Regions from separate parts of the Sus scrofa genome. Here regions 2, 3 and 4 are each linked to region 1. The links are chromatin contacts, called in public HiChIP or PLAC-seq and promoter capture Hi-C maps. All regions are on one chromosome and are shown on one strand. The core of a region is the stretch at or near the end of the contact, and the rest is flanking DNA. Distances in the headings are between cores, read along the strand shown.

Evidence for each region. Promoter capture Hi-C pulls out the DNA fragments that hold promoters and counts their contacts. HiChIP or PLAC-seq counts read pairs in DNA pulled down with a chosen protein or histone mark.
Region 2: an H3K27ac HiChIP or PLAC-seq map of alveolar macrophages shows a contact between it and region 1. The contact joins the promoter of PSMA3 here to the promoter of AP5M1 in region 1. A contact is called at or near these places in 1 of 5 promoter capture datasets (liver), 1 of 47 Hi-C or Micro-C datasets (liver) and 1 of 2 datasets of contacts at active chromatin or transcription factors (alveolar macrophages).
Region 3: a contact with region 1 is called in a promoter capture Hi-C map of liver, with 6 times the contacts expected there. The contact joins the promoter of ACTR10 here to the promoter of AP5M1 in region 1. A contact is called at or near these places in 1 of 5 promoter capture datasets (liver) and 1 of 2 datasets of contacts at active chromatin or transcription factors (alveolar macrophages).
Region 4: a contact with region 1 is called in a promoter capture Hi-C map of liver, with 8 times the contacts expected there. The contact joins the promoter of TMEM260 here to the promoter of AP5M1 in region 1. A contact is called at or near these places in 3 of 5 promoter capture datasets (fetal liver, fetal skeletal muscle and liver) and 2 of 2 datasets of contacts at active chromatin or transcription factors (alveolar macrophages and skeletal muscle).

Annotation. Positions count from the first base shown.
Region 1 is chr1:186,428,851-186,431,560 of Sscrofa11.1, forward strand. AP5M1 (AP-5 complex subunit mu-1) reads left to right here and starts at 1,304. Exons shown (of 8, transcript XM_001927783.5): 1 at 1,304-1,747. The coding sequence starts at 1,674. EXOC5 (exocyst complex component 5) reads right to left here and starts at 1,356. Exons shown (of 19, transcript XR_002347074.1): 1 at 994-1,356.
Region 2 is chr1:187,340,840-187,343,549 of Sscrofa11.1, forward strand. It overlaps PSMA3 (proteasome subunit alpha type-3), which reads left to right and starts at 1,392. Exons shown (of 11, transcript XM_001927990.5): 1 at 1,392-2,710.
Region 3 is chr1:187,306,082-187,308,791 of Sscrofa11.1, forward strand. It overlaps ACTR10 (actin-related protein 10), which reads left to right and starts at 1,402. Exons shown (of 13, transcript XM_003353492.4): 1 at 1,402-1,773. The coding sequence starts at 1,697.
Region 4 is chr1:185,820,148-185,822,857 of Sscrofa11.1, forward strand. It overlaps TMEM260 (transmembrane protein 260), which reads left to right and starts at 1,350. Exons shown (of 14, transcript XM_013993447.2): 1 at 1,350-1,650. The coding sequence starts at 1,491. It overlaps LOC110262235 (a long non-coding RNA gene), which reads right to left and starts at 1,355. Exons shown (of 3, transcript XR_002347053.1): 1 at 1,020-1,355.

The DNA.
Region 1 (2,710 bases), core at 54-2,553:
CGACAAAACAAAACCTGCTGAATTTGAACGCGGAAAAAAAAAGGATCCAATTTTCACTTCTGGAGATATTCTCTATTGTCGGCTGCAGCCTCCTCAATTATTACTTACACTTTTGTTATTCAATACGAAGCACAAGCACACACAAAAAGGGTCCTTCCTTCCTGTTCCTCCATATCCGTTTTCATTTCTTTCACAAGAGGAGATACCCTATACGTTTCATTGTTTGGTGGTCCCATTACAATTTTTCTATTCTATTTTCTCAAACAGCACAGCTTCTAATATTGGATTTCTCTAAATTGAATTTTAAATTTTAGAGACTGAAAACGGTCCAGGAAACACATTAGGGGGGCGTTAATAGTGCATTTCAATTCCTCAAGACCTGAACCCAAATGTTAATCTTAGTGTTGCCTTCCTTCGGTCGGAAGGATTTAGGAGGTCTTTATTGCCCTAAAAAATACCACAGCCTTTCAAAGGAAGGGTAAACTGGCAGGCCTGTGAGTGCCACTTCTAATACCGGCTAACGGAGTCATTACTCCACCACGAGAAACACCCAATGGTCCCAATCTGAAGGGTGGGTGGCGGGAGCTAGACTATTACGCGGGGATCCTACGGGACAAAATCGGACTCGCCCGACTTGGGTCACGCTCCTCTTCCCGTGCCCTGAGTCAGCCCTTCCCATCCGACTGCCGAGCTCATCATCCTTCGCCCAAACCCGCGAGGCCGCCGTCCAGCAGGGTGGACAAAACCAACCCTCCTGGGTTGGGACTTCGGGCTCGCTCCCCTGCCCACCTCCCCACCCCGACCCCCAGGCCACCCCTCCCCCATTCCACGCTCCGCCCGCGCTGCCACCAGAGCCGCCACCCCACCACTTCGCATTCACACCTTCCTTCCGAGGGCTGCTCCCGGGCAGCGGCGACCGCCTGATCCTCTGCCCACCCACCTCAATGCCTGCACCCCGGGCCTGCGACTCCCTGAGGAGCCGCGGGGACCCACCTCGAAGAGCTCGGCCGTCGTGGCCATGCCGGCCGGCTGAGAGGCTCGTCTCGCAGTGGATGCCGTCTCCTCTTCACATGCTGCGCCTCAGCGGCGCCGGGCACAGGTTCCTGCTCGGGTCGCCAGCTCCGGCTCCCGGCCGCCGCGGACTGCCCTGCTCTGCTCAGAGCCCAGGCGGGGCCGTACTGCGGCCATGAAACGAAGCCGTAGACTCCTGTCAGCGGCCTCCTGGCGCCGCCCGCGCCGCTCCCATTGTCTCCGCCTCGTACGCCGGAAGTGGAGCTGCGCGAGCCCGGGGGGCTGTCGGGAGGGGCCCGGAGGAGGTGAGCAGCGGGCAAGCCGCGGAGGCTCGTCGCGCGGGCGAGTGAGGAACCTTGAACCTTACGGGCCACCGTCCCGGAAGTGGACTAAAGAGGAAGAAAGTACTTGGGTTGCTAGGGATAAATAAGTTTCTGAAGATTTTCACTGCGGAATTGCAGAATTTTGGGGGCGTGTGTTGGCCAGGAGGGACTCAGAGGTTTTAGTCACTTCACCTGAAGGAACTAGTTTCCCTGATGAGCCCGACCTTTTTGTGAATGCGTGAACCTCAGGGCTTTTGGTAAGAGTACGCCTGAGAAAGCCGGTCTGCGCTCTTCCTCCGTGGCCACCTTAGAGATGAACTGATGCCTTAGTGGTTTATCATGGCCCAGCGGGCAGTGTGGCTTATAAGCCACGAACCAGGAACTTCACCATGTGGCACCATCAAATTCTCCAGGTAAATGCAAATCTGAATCCTCAGGCTTGTTGGATCGAATGGATGGATGGTGTAGCATAGTTTTGTGATACTATGTACCCCTGGTCCCACACCAGGGCAAGTTATTTAGCCCCTGTTTCCTCTGTTAAATGGAAATTGTAATACTACTATCTCGTAGTGTTTGTGAGAAGTGAGTTGATGCCTAGCACATTTTAAGTATTATGTATTTTCTAATATTAGTATTACTGTATCTTGACTCCATTTGCATAAGATTGACACGGAGATGACGAAAGGAAACTTACTGACCAGTAAACATGTTTTAGATTTTTTACTTTCATTAATAAAAATTATTCAAGGACATTTTAACCCATTTTGGAAAATCCTTGCTGAGGAGTATCAGACTATTATTTTCATCTTACTATGTTTCATTCCTAGAAATTCTCAAGTAATTTACTTGAAAGTCCCTAGTTGATGGAGAAAATTGAAAAATCACGAAAAATTAAATTGAATTCACTTTTTCTTAAATGATAATCTGGTTCCACTTTTAGAATTTGCCACATTTTATCAAAGTAGCTCTGAAGAGAAATATACAATAACCCCTTGTAAAATGTGGGTGGCAACTGAGAAATCTTTTTCACCTTTTATTCTCTGTTATGGACAGTTCTTTCTTGAAAACATTCATTCTTCCCTCAAAAAAGTTTTGTAGTGAAGTAGCTAGCTCTGAATTGAGATTGAGGCTGATAAAGATGATTGAAAAGTGGTAGACAACATGTATGTGAAAAATTCCTTCTTTGCAACTTAAACAATTGTTACTAAAGGCATCAAGACTTGGAGTTTACCATTTTCTCTGGGATACTTGGCATCTATTTGTTGTTGTTGTACCTTAGCAAGTTAATAATAATCTTTAATAATCCTCAGTGTCATTGGTCCATCTATCCAAGGTTCTCCTGCTTTACTTATGTATTCCCTTTGATATCTTTATTT
Region 2 (2,710 bases), core at 142-2,641, 910 kb after region 1:
TTTCTTGCAATTGCAAACTCTGGTTTATTCTGACTATTTTATAACTTGGCAGAATGTAACTGGTAAGTGAATTTGTATTTATCTGCATTTTCAACACATTTATTAAGCACCTACCATGTGTAAAAGCACTGTTATGTATTCTAATAAGTGGAAGTATAAAACAGACTATGATAATCTCAAAAGTTTTATCACCTTTTAAGAATGATATGTGTAAATTACACAGCAATTTTATATGCACTATTTCCAAAAGTAAAGTAATTAAAATAAATGCATTCATACTCATACTTTTTAAATCCGCTAATGAATCAGGCACTAGTCAAGATCCTCAGGCCACACAATTCAATGCATTCTTCTGAGTTACAAGATAAATCAACAATCCAGCCCCCAAGTAAGCAGTTAAACTAACAAGTTCAGAAAGAGCTTCAAATTCTTAATTATTAGTGAATAGACAAAGACCATTAGGCACTCAAATCCTGTTAAAAGTTTAACTGGCTCCCTAAACAAGTTTGGACTGCTTATAATCTACTTTCAGGGTGAACTCTTTTTAACTTCCCTCCGCACTTTCTTGGCCCACAATGGTCTAACTCAGGATCTCGCATGAAAAATTGCAACCAGAATATTTCAGTGAGGATTAGGCAAATTAAACGCTAGTCTTCCAAGAATATCCAAATCCTTTCTTCTATCTATTTGTTTAAGAATAAGAACTAACTTTAATTATGGTGCTTAATTAGCAGGAAGAAGCAATTGAATTTCCTCTTTCTCCTTTACTTTCTAATCCAATTTTTCAGCAAGCCCTACATATCTAAAATCCATCCACATATTTCCACCTCCACTGCCACCACTCTACACACTCTCCATTATGGCTTGACCACAGGACTGCAATAGCTTTCCAACTATTCTCTGTGCTTCTATCCTTCCTTGTATTCATCACTCCTCACACAGAGGCAAGAGAGATCATTTAATAACTAAATTAGATCTATCAGTCTGCTTAAAAACCTACTGATAACCTTACAGAAGAAAGCCAGTAACTGTGGAAGGAATGATGGAATTAGAAAATCACCATTTGGCAACCATTATCATAATAATTGATTCAAATAAGAATCACAGGATACTATAACTAGCGGGTGTAAGATTGAGGAGTAGCAGGATATTTACATAGCCTCAAGGTATTTCTTCACAAGGTATTCATTAACTACAAAGAGCAAGATAGAAACTATAGTGGAGAAATCTTAAGTGATCAAAGTTAACATCATCAATAAGGACACAAATGACAGCATGTGCCTCCTAATAGAAATACAAGGTTACTTCTGTGGTATTCCTGACAAAAATGCATCACCTGAATCTAATCATGCAAAAAAAGTCATACAAACCTGAACTTTGGAATACCCTGCAAAGGAAATGGCTTGTATTTTTCAAAAGTGTTAATGCCATGAAACATAAAGAAACATTAAATTATTTTCCAGATTAAAGGAGACTAGAGACATGACAACTGCATGCAGTGTGTTATCTTGTATTTTCTTTTGCTATGAAGAGCATTATTGAGAGATTTGCCAAAATCTAAATAAAGCCTGTAGATTAGAAAAAAGCATTATACATTTTCTGATTTTCATAGTTGTACTGTGGGCATGTAAAATAATGTTCTTTTTTGGGGAAATACACACAGAAGTATTTAGCAGTTAAAAATGCTGATGGTTTTCCATTTAAAATCGGAGATTAAAATCCAAACCACTACAAGATCTGACCCCGTGTCCACCTCTCTGATTTCACTTCCTGTCACTCTCACCACTTAATCACTATGACAGGCCATACTGACCCGACAGTTCCGACAGCCTTGGAACTGGAATTATACTCCCATAACAATCCCAAGTTTCAGTTTAAATATCCCCCTTTTACAAAGTAATTCCCTAATAAATAGGTCTAAAGTTCAAACTTCCATTGTCTCTTTTTTACCACGTGGTGCAACTATTTTGCCTATTTACTCTTTGTTGTCTATTTCCTCCCACTAAATGTAAACTCATTAAGAGGGGAGGTCATGTCTTCTTTACCGTTTAAAGAATTTTTTATTATAGTTTATGTACAAATTCTTAAGTCTTATCAGCAGTGTTTAACTGAATACTGAGTTAAAATAATCTTCAGTCTTATTCTTAATTCTATTAAGTAGTTATATGAAAAAGTACTAATTCTTCTGTAAAACTCCGATCTGAGCTCAAAGCTGATACCCTTAGAGTCCATCTTCCTTCCTGCTTGTGAGGAGGGGTGGATAAAGGGGACGCCATCAAGATAACTGGGTTACAATCAGGACGTCAAGCGTGGAGACGCCTCCTCTACCATTTCCTTTGGCCTTTGGAAGAGTATAAGAACATCTCTCCACTTTGCTTTAAGAAAGAATAGGGAAGAAAAAGCGAAGGAGAAGAGATAACTCCTAGGAAACAGACTGGAGCAGCTTTTCAAGCAATTGGAAGACTCAAAGTCCCCCGACAACCCTCCGGAGAGAAACCGAAGAGGAAGGAATCAGTCCTGCTTAACCCGACCTCCGCTGCTTCTGCACAGGCGCGTTGCCCGCTACGCGCATTCCCCACCCCCTTTCCCCACAATTCTCTGTTCTGTGGGTAAGGATCCAGGAACAAGCCACAGAGAGGAAAACTATTGGTTGGAAGAACAGCCAATGAGAGAGCCTGTTACTAGTCTGCGTACTGAGGTGTGAGGGGTT
Region 3 (2,710 bases), core at 152-2,651, 880 kb after region 1:
GTGGTGTAGGTTGCAGACATGGCTTGGATCTGGAGCTACATAGGTCAGCAGCTACAGCTCCAATTGACCCCTAGCCTGAGAACCTCCATATGCTGCCAGTGTGGCCCTAAAATAGCAACAACAACAACAACAACAAAAAGAAAGAAAAAGAAAGAAAAAGAAAGAAAGAAAGAAAGAAAGAAAAGAAAAAGGATGAGTCAAAGCATTATAGTCTCTGTGTTCCCCTTTGTGGATCAGCAGTAAGAACCTGACTAGTATTCATGAGGACTAGGTTTGATCCCTGGCCTCACTCAGTGGGTTAAGGATCTGGCATTGCTGTGAGCTCCCACGTAGGTTGAATTAGTGGCTGGGATCCGGAATTGCTGTGGTTGGTGTAGAGTGGCAGCTGCAGCTCCAATTTCAGCCATAGCACGGGAACTTCCATGTGCTGAGGGTTTGGCCCTAAAAAGACGAAAGAGAAAGAGGAAGAAAAGAAAGAAAAAAATAGAGCTGTGGAATTTCTGTAGTAGCTCAGCAGACATGGCTTGGATCTGGAGCTACACAGGTCAGCAGCTACAGCTCCAATTGACCCCTAGCCTGAGAACCTCCATGTGACTAGTATCCATGAGGAGGCAGGCTAGATCCCTGGCCTTGCTCAGTGGGTTAAGGATCCGGCTGCAGGTGAGTTGTGGTGAAGGCAGGTAATTACAAATCCAATTAGACCCCTAGCCTGGGAACTTCATTGCTGCGGGTGCAGCCCTAAAAAGAAAGAAAGAAAGAGAAAGAGAGATCGACAAAGAGAGAGAGAAAGAAAAAAAAAAAAATAGAGCTGTGAAATGACAGGATGTAAACAATCCTATCAGGGAACTCTTATTTTGTTGTTCAGACTGGCACAGAAAGACAGTTTACTAACTTTTCTCGGGTTACACAGCTACTAGGTTTAGTGTAAAAAAAAGAACCCTTGGTTCATTGTTCCTTCCATTAAACCACCTTGATTGTTCCTCCACAGATTTGTAGATGCTACTTGAACTGCTTTCTTTCACATTAAAATTAATTTTCAGCAAAATGACTACCAAATAAAATTCTGTGTGTGTTATTCCTTAAGGCATCAGCAGTATAGTTTTTGAAATCAGAAAGACTAGGGGTCCAACCTTGGCTTTGCTATGGGAACATTCCTACGGTTCGAACAGGTAAAAAAGTAACACCTATTCTTGGCATTCCTTGCGAAGAATAAATGATAGGCAGAACACTTGGCCTTTACTCCAAGACTGCACGAAACGAAGCTTTTGGGTTGTATCGTCTCTCAGCTGCTGCGGCACTAAAAGGTCTAGAAAAGGTCCACAAGAACGATGGGAAAGACCTCGATCCCGGCGCTACTTGAGGGCGTGTCCGGAGGGAAGGACCCGGAGTTGGCTCCGCCCCATCCCGGGGCGCCCGACGCGCCTGATCGCCTTGGTCCTCTGCATCCCCCACCTCCGGATTAGCGGCCGCCCGCTCGCCTTCCTCCCTAGTCCGAAAACGGGGGCGCCTGAGAGTGTTGAGGACCGACGCGGAGTGAGGCACAGCCTGGGGCATCCCAGCCCGGCGCGCCGCGGCCACGCGAGGCCCCCGCCGTCGCCGCCACCGCCCGTGCACCGTCGCTCCGCCCCGCCCCCCAAGAGCCGAGGCCCGGCGGCCGCCGAGTCCGCGTCCTCTTTGCACCAGCTTGTTTACAACCATGCCGCTCTACGAGGGCCTGGGGAGCGGCGGGGAGAAAACGGCGGTCGTGATAGACCTGGGAGAGGCTTTTACCAAGTGAGTGGCTGTGGCGCCGGCTGCGGTCGTCCTGAGGGGAGGGCGGGTAGCCGAACCCCAGGCCCAGCCCGGGTACTCGAGAGGCGGCTTGCTAGGTCGACACTTCTTCCCCCAGGACCTCCGCAAATGACGCCCCTTTTTACTCTCACTGTGGGCGGTGCGAATCCCTAGGATCCTGTGGGATGGTCAGGTTCTGACTCCTAGAGGCCCTGGAGGCTTCGGGAGAATTGCCTTCGCCGCCCTAGGTCGTCACCCCAAACTGAACAGACCCTTTGGGGTCATTTATGCAGGGGATGACAGCGATGACCTAGACCCGGCTTACCCTGGGCTTATATGCCTAGGAAGGTGGCAGCCGAACTGTAATGCCTGATGACGATCTCCATTATTAAACACGTATTGAGCCGAGCTTTTGTTCATGCTGGAAATTCAAATATGTTTAAGACAGGGCTGTTCCGAGCTTTTGTTCATGCTGGAAATTCAAATATGTTTAAGACAGGGCTGTTGCTTCTGAAGAATAGGAAGTCAAATTAGAGTGGCTCAAGATATAATGAAGTGAAACTGTATAGATAAGACTCTGGAGAGCCTTTATGGCTCTCTCTACCGCTCAACTCTTAGATTAGTAAATTTAACATGTTTTAAGAGACAACTTGTAAACAGTGGAGTAATGGTCTCAACTGTAAGGGTGGCATAGATCCCTTTGACTAGGCAAAACCACAAATACAAAAATCTTAAATGATTTGCATGAAACTTCAGAGATTGATGGACCTTCACAGTGGTTCTTGGACACCAGGTTGAAAGCCCTTGTACTAGGTTCAAGATACAGGCAAGTGACAGCCAGAATTCCATCTTAGATATATCTGAAGTGGAATCATCTGAGAAAATTTTTTATATATCTCTAAATAGTGCCTAATATATAGTATGTAGTTACATAACTATT
Region 4 (2,710 bases), core at 100-2,599, 610 kb before region 1:
TGTGGTTTATAACCTAATCTCCAAAGGGACAACTGTTACTTTCACCTTATTCTATGGATAGAAGTGAGTCACTAGATTCAGCCCACTCCCCCCCGACCCCACCCCCCATACGGGGAGAGGATCACATAAGGGAGTCAGTACCAGGAGTAGGGGATTATTGGGAGCCATTTTAGAAGCTGCCTACCTGCCCCCCAGGGACCCACGATATAGCCGAGGAAGCATTATGTAAATACCTAAGATGCTGGCATAACGTCTGCCAATCTATGCAGATGTGTATTAGTTACTCTACATTTGCGATTCTGTGTTCCTGTCAGATTGCTTGTAACATGTCCTAGATTGTCAATGATCTTCACTGTATTTTGAGATGCATTCCAGGGAGGCTGCTCTCCTCCCCTCCCCCTCCAGAATAATCCATATAATAATGTACAATCTGAGCTTAAAGATCTTACTAAAGATCTTACCAAGAATGTGCTATGAGGTGGTCTCAAGAGTTCCCATTCCTTTTTTTTTTTTTTTTTTTTTTTTTACTATTTTATGGCCGCTCCGGCGGCATGTGGAGGTTCCCAAACTAGGGGTCTAAGCGGAGTCACAGCTGCTGGTCTATGCCACAGCCACAGCAAAGCCGGATCCTTAACCCACTGAGCAAGACCAGGGATCGAACCTGAAACCTCATGGTTCCTAGTCGGATTCATTAACCACTGCGCCATGATGGGAACTCCCCATTCCTTTTTTGTGTTGCAGCTAACTGGAAAATGCAGTGTCTTGGTTTCATTCCCAGTGTGTGGTCAAAGCTCCACCAAATACACCTCTTCAGTAAAGGAGTTCTTTTTACCATGACATGAATTATTTGTATCACTACAGAAACTCAAGTTTCACATCTCCCTAGTTCTCCTCATGCTACTAAAAAAACCCAAAAAATAAAAACCAACCTAGCTTATTTTAACCTTTGAAAATAACTCAGCGATTGAACAATTAGCATACAGGTTTATAATTACTCGTAGTAAACATATGAGGCTTACACTGCGCACACGGATCCTCAGGCTCACAGTCTGGGGCCCTTAGTGTAGTTCCACCCCACACCGCTGGGGGCAGTCGCGGCCCTTTCGCACGCCCGCTTTGCAACCCCCCTCCCGTCTCTGTCAGCTCCGACCAAGTCACCGGGAAGGGAGGAGGCCATAGAGACGACGACCCTGGGCGAGGCTTGGTTTCCTAAAGGAAGGGTGTCTCCTGTGATGCGCTACTGGGAAGCAAGTTATACTTCTGTAAACCCCGATGCGCCGTGCGCCGCCAGAAGGCTGCCCAGGCCTAGTCCCGCGAGGCTGGGCGGTTTTTGCCCCCCGCGCCGGCGCAGAAAGGTGCGTCCCGCCCACCCGGACCGACCCGGAAGCCGCCGCAGCCGCCGCGCAACGCGCTGGGCTCTCGCCTAGGGGCACAGTGAAGCTCCTAGTCCTGGGGTACCACGCGTCCTCCTTTCTCGGTTCCTCTGACGCATGGGTCTCCATGGAGACGGCGGGGGCCTGGCCGAGGGGCCGGCAGCCCGAGTGGGGCCACGGCGCTCCAGGGGCCTCCGTGGCGGCGTCGCCGTGTTCGCCGCTGTGGCCGCGGTGTTCACCCTCACGCTGCCCCCTTCGGTGCCGGGGGGCGACTCGGGTAAAGTACTCTCTGGGTCGTCCCTCCTGCTCGTCGCTGGTCCGCACTGTCCTCACTAGGTCCGCACCCCTTCATCCACTTGCCCGGGCCCCTGCAGGGCTTTAAGTCCCAGAACCAACTTCTGTTTCCATTCCTGTAACTTTCTTGTAATCCTGGTCTCTAGTTCTCAGGCTTTCAAGCCGGGTATTGTTGGTTTTGCCTGATGGGTACTTTACCAACCTCTCCGTTTCTCTAGATCATTTTTCCTGGACCTGAGTTTTTGTTTTCCATTTCTTTTTAGCCCGCAAATATTACTTGTTGGGTCCTTATCGTGTAACAGATAAAAGGAATAACAGGAGTGGTGAACAGTGTCATGGAGAGTGGCAATATACAAACTGCTGAATAAACCACTACATAGTGAGTAGTGAGAAGTTAATGGAGACAGAAGGAAATGTGGTTGACAGTGGGCTAGGTAATGGCTTCACCAAAATGGCTAGTCGGGAAAGGCCTCTGAGGAGGTGGTATTTTAGTTGAAACCTGATGTTGAAAGGGGACCAAACTTGCAGAATATTTGCTGGAGAATGCTTAAAGGAATGGAAGCCAGTTTCGGCTTAATGCAAGCTGCTCCTATTAAACAGAAAAGCTTGAGTCATCGGCCATTTAAATCATGTGAAAAATAGTTATGTATTTGGGATGAGAGACAAGACGTGGGTTTTGTTTTGCTGCCAAATTCAGTGGCCATCCAATAATGCCTAATAATGATGAGTAGTTTTGTCATAATGGTGCCGTAACTTTGGGTAGTAATCCGAGAAAAACTGAGTGCATTAGTTGCTGAATTACAAGATACTCCAAAATTTAGTGGCTTAAAACAGCAAAAGTTTGTTAGCTCACATTTTCTGTGGATCAGGAATGTGGGTGCAGTTTGAGTGGGTTCCCTAACTCAGGAGGGGAGGTTGCTGACCTCTCAAGGTTCTATTTGGTGGGGATTAGCTTCTAAGCTCCATCCAGTTCTTTGCCACATAGGTTTCTCTGTAAGCTGACCTCTGTCAAGAGAAAGAAGGCAGCTCTGTCTGACAACTCT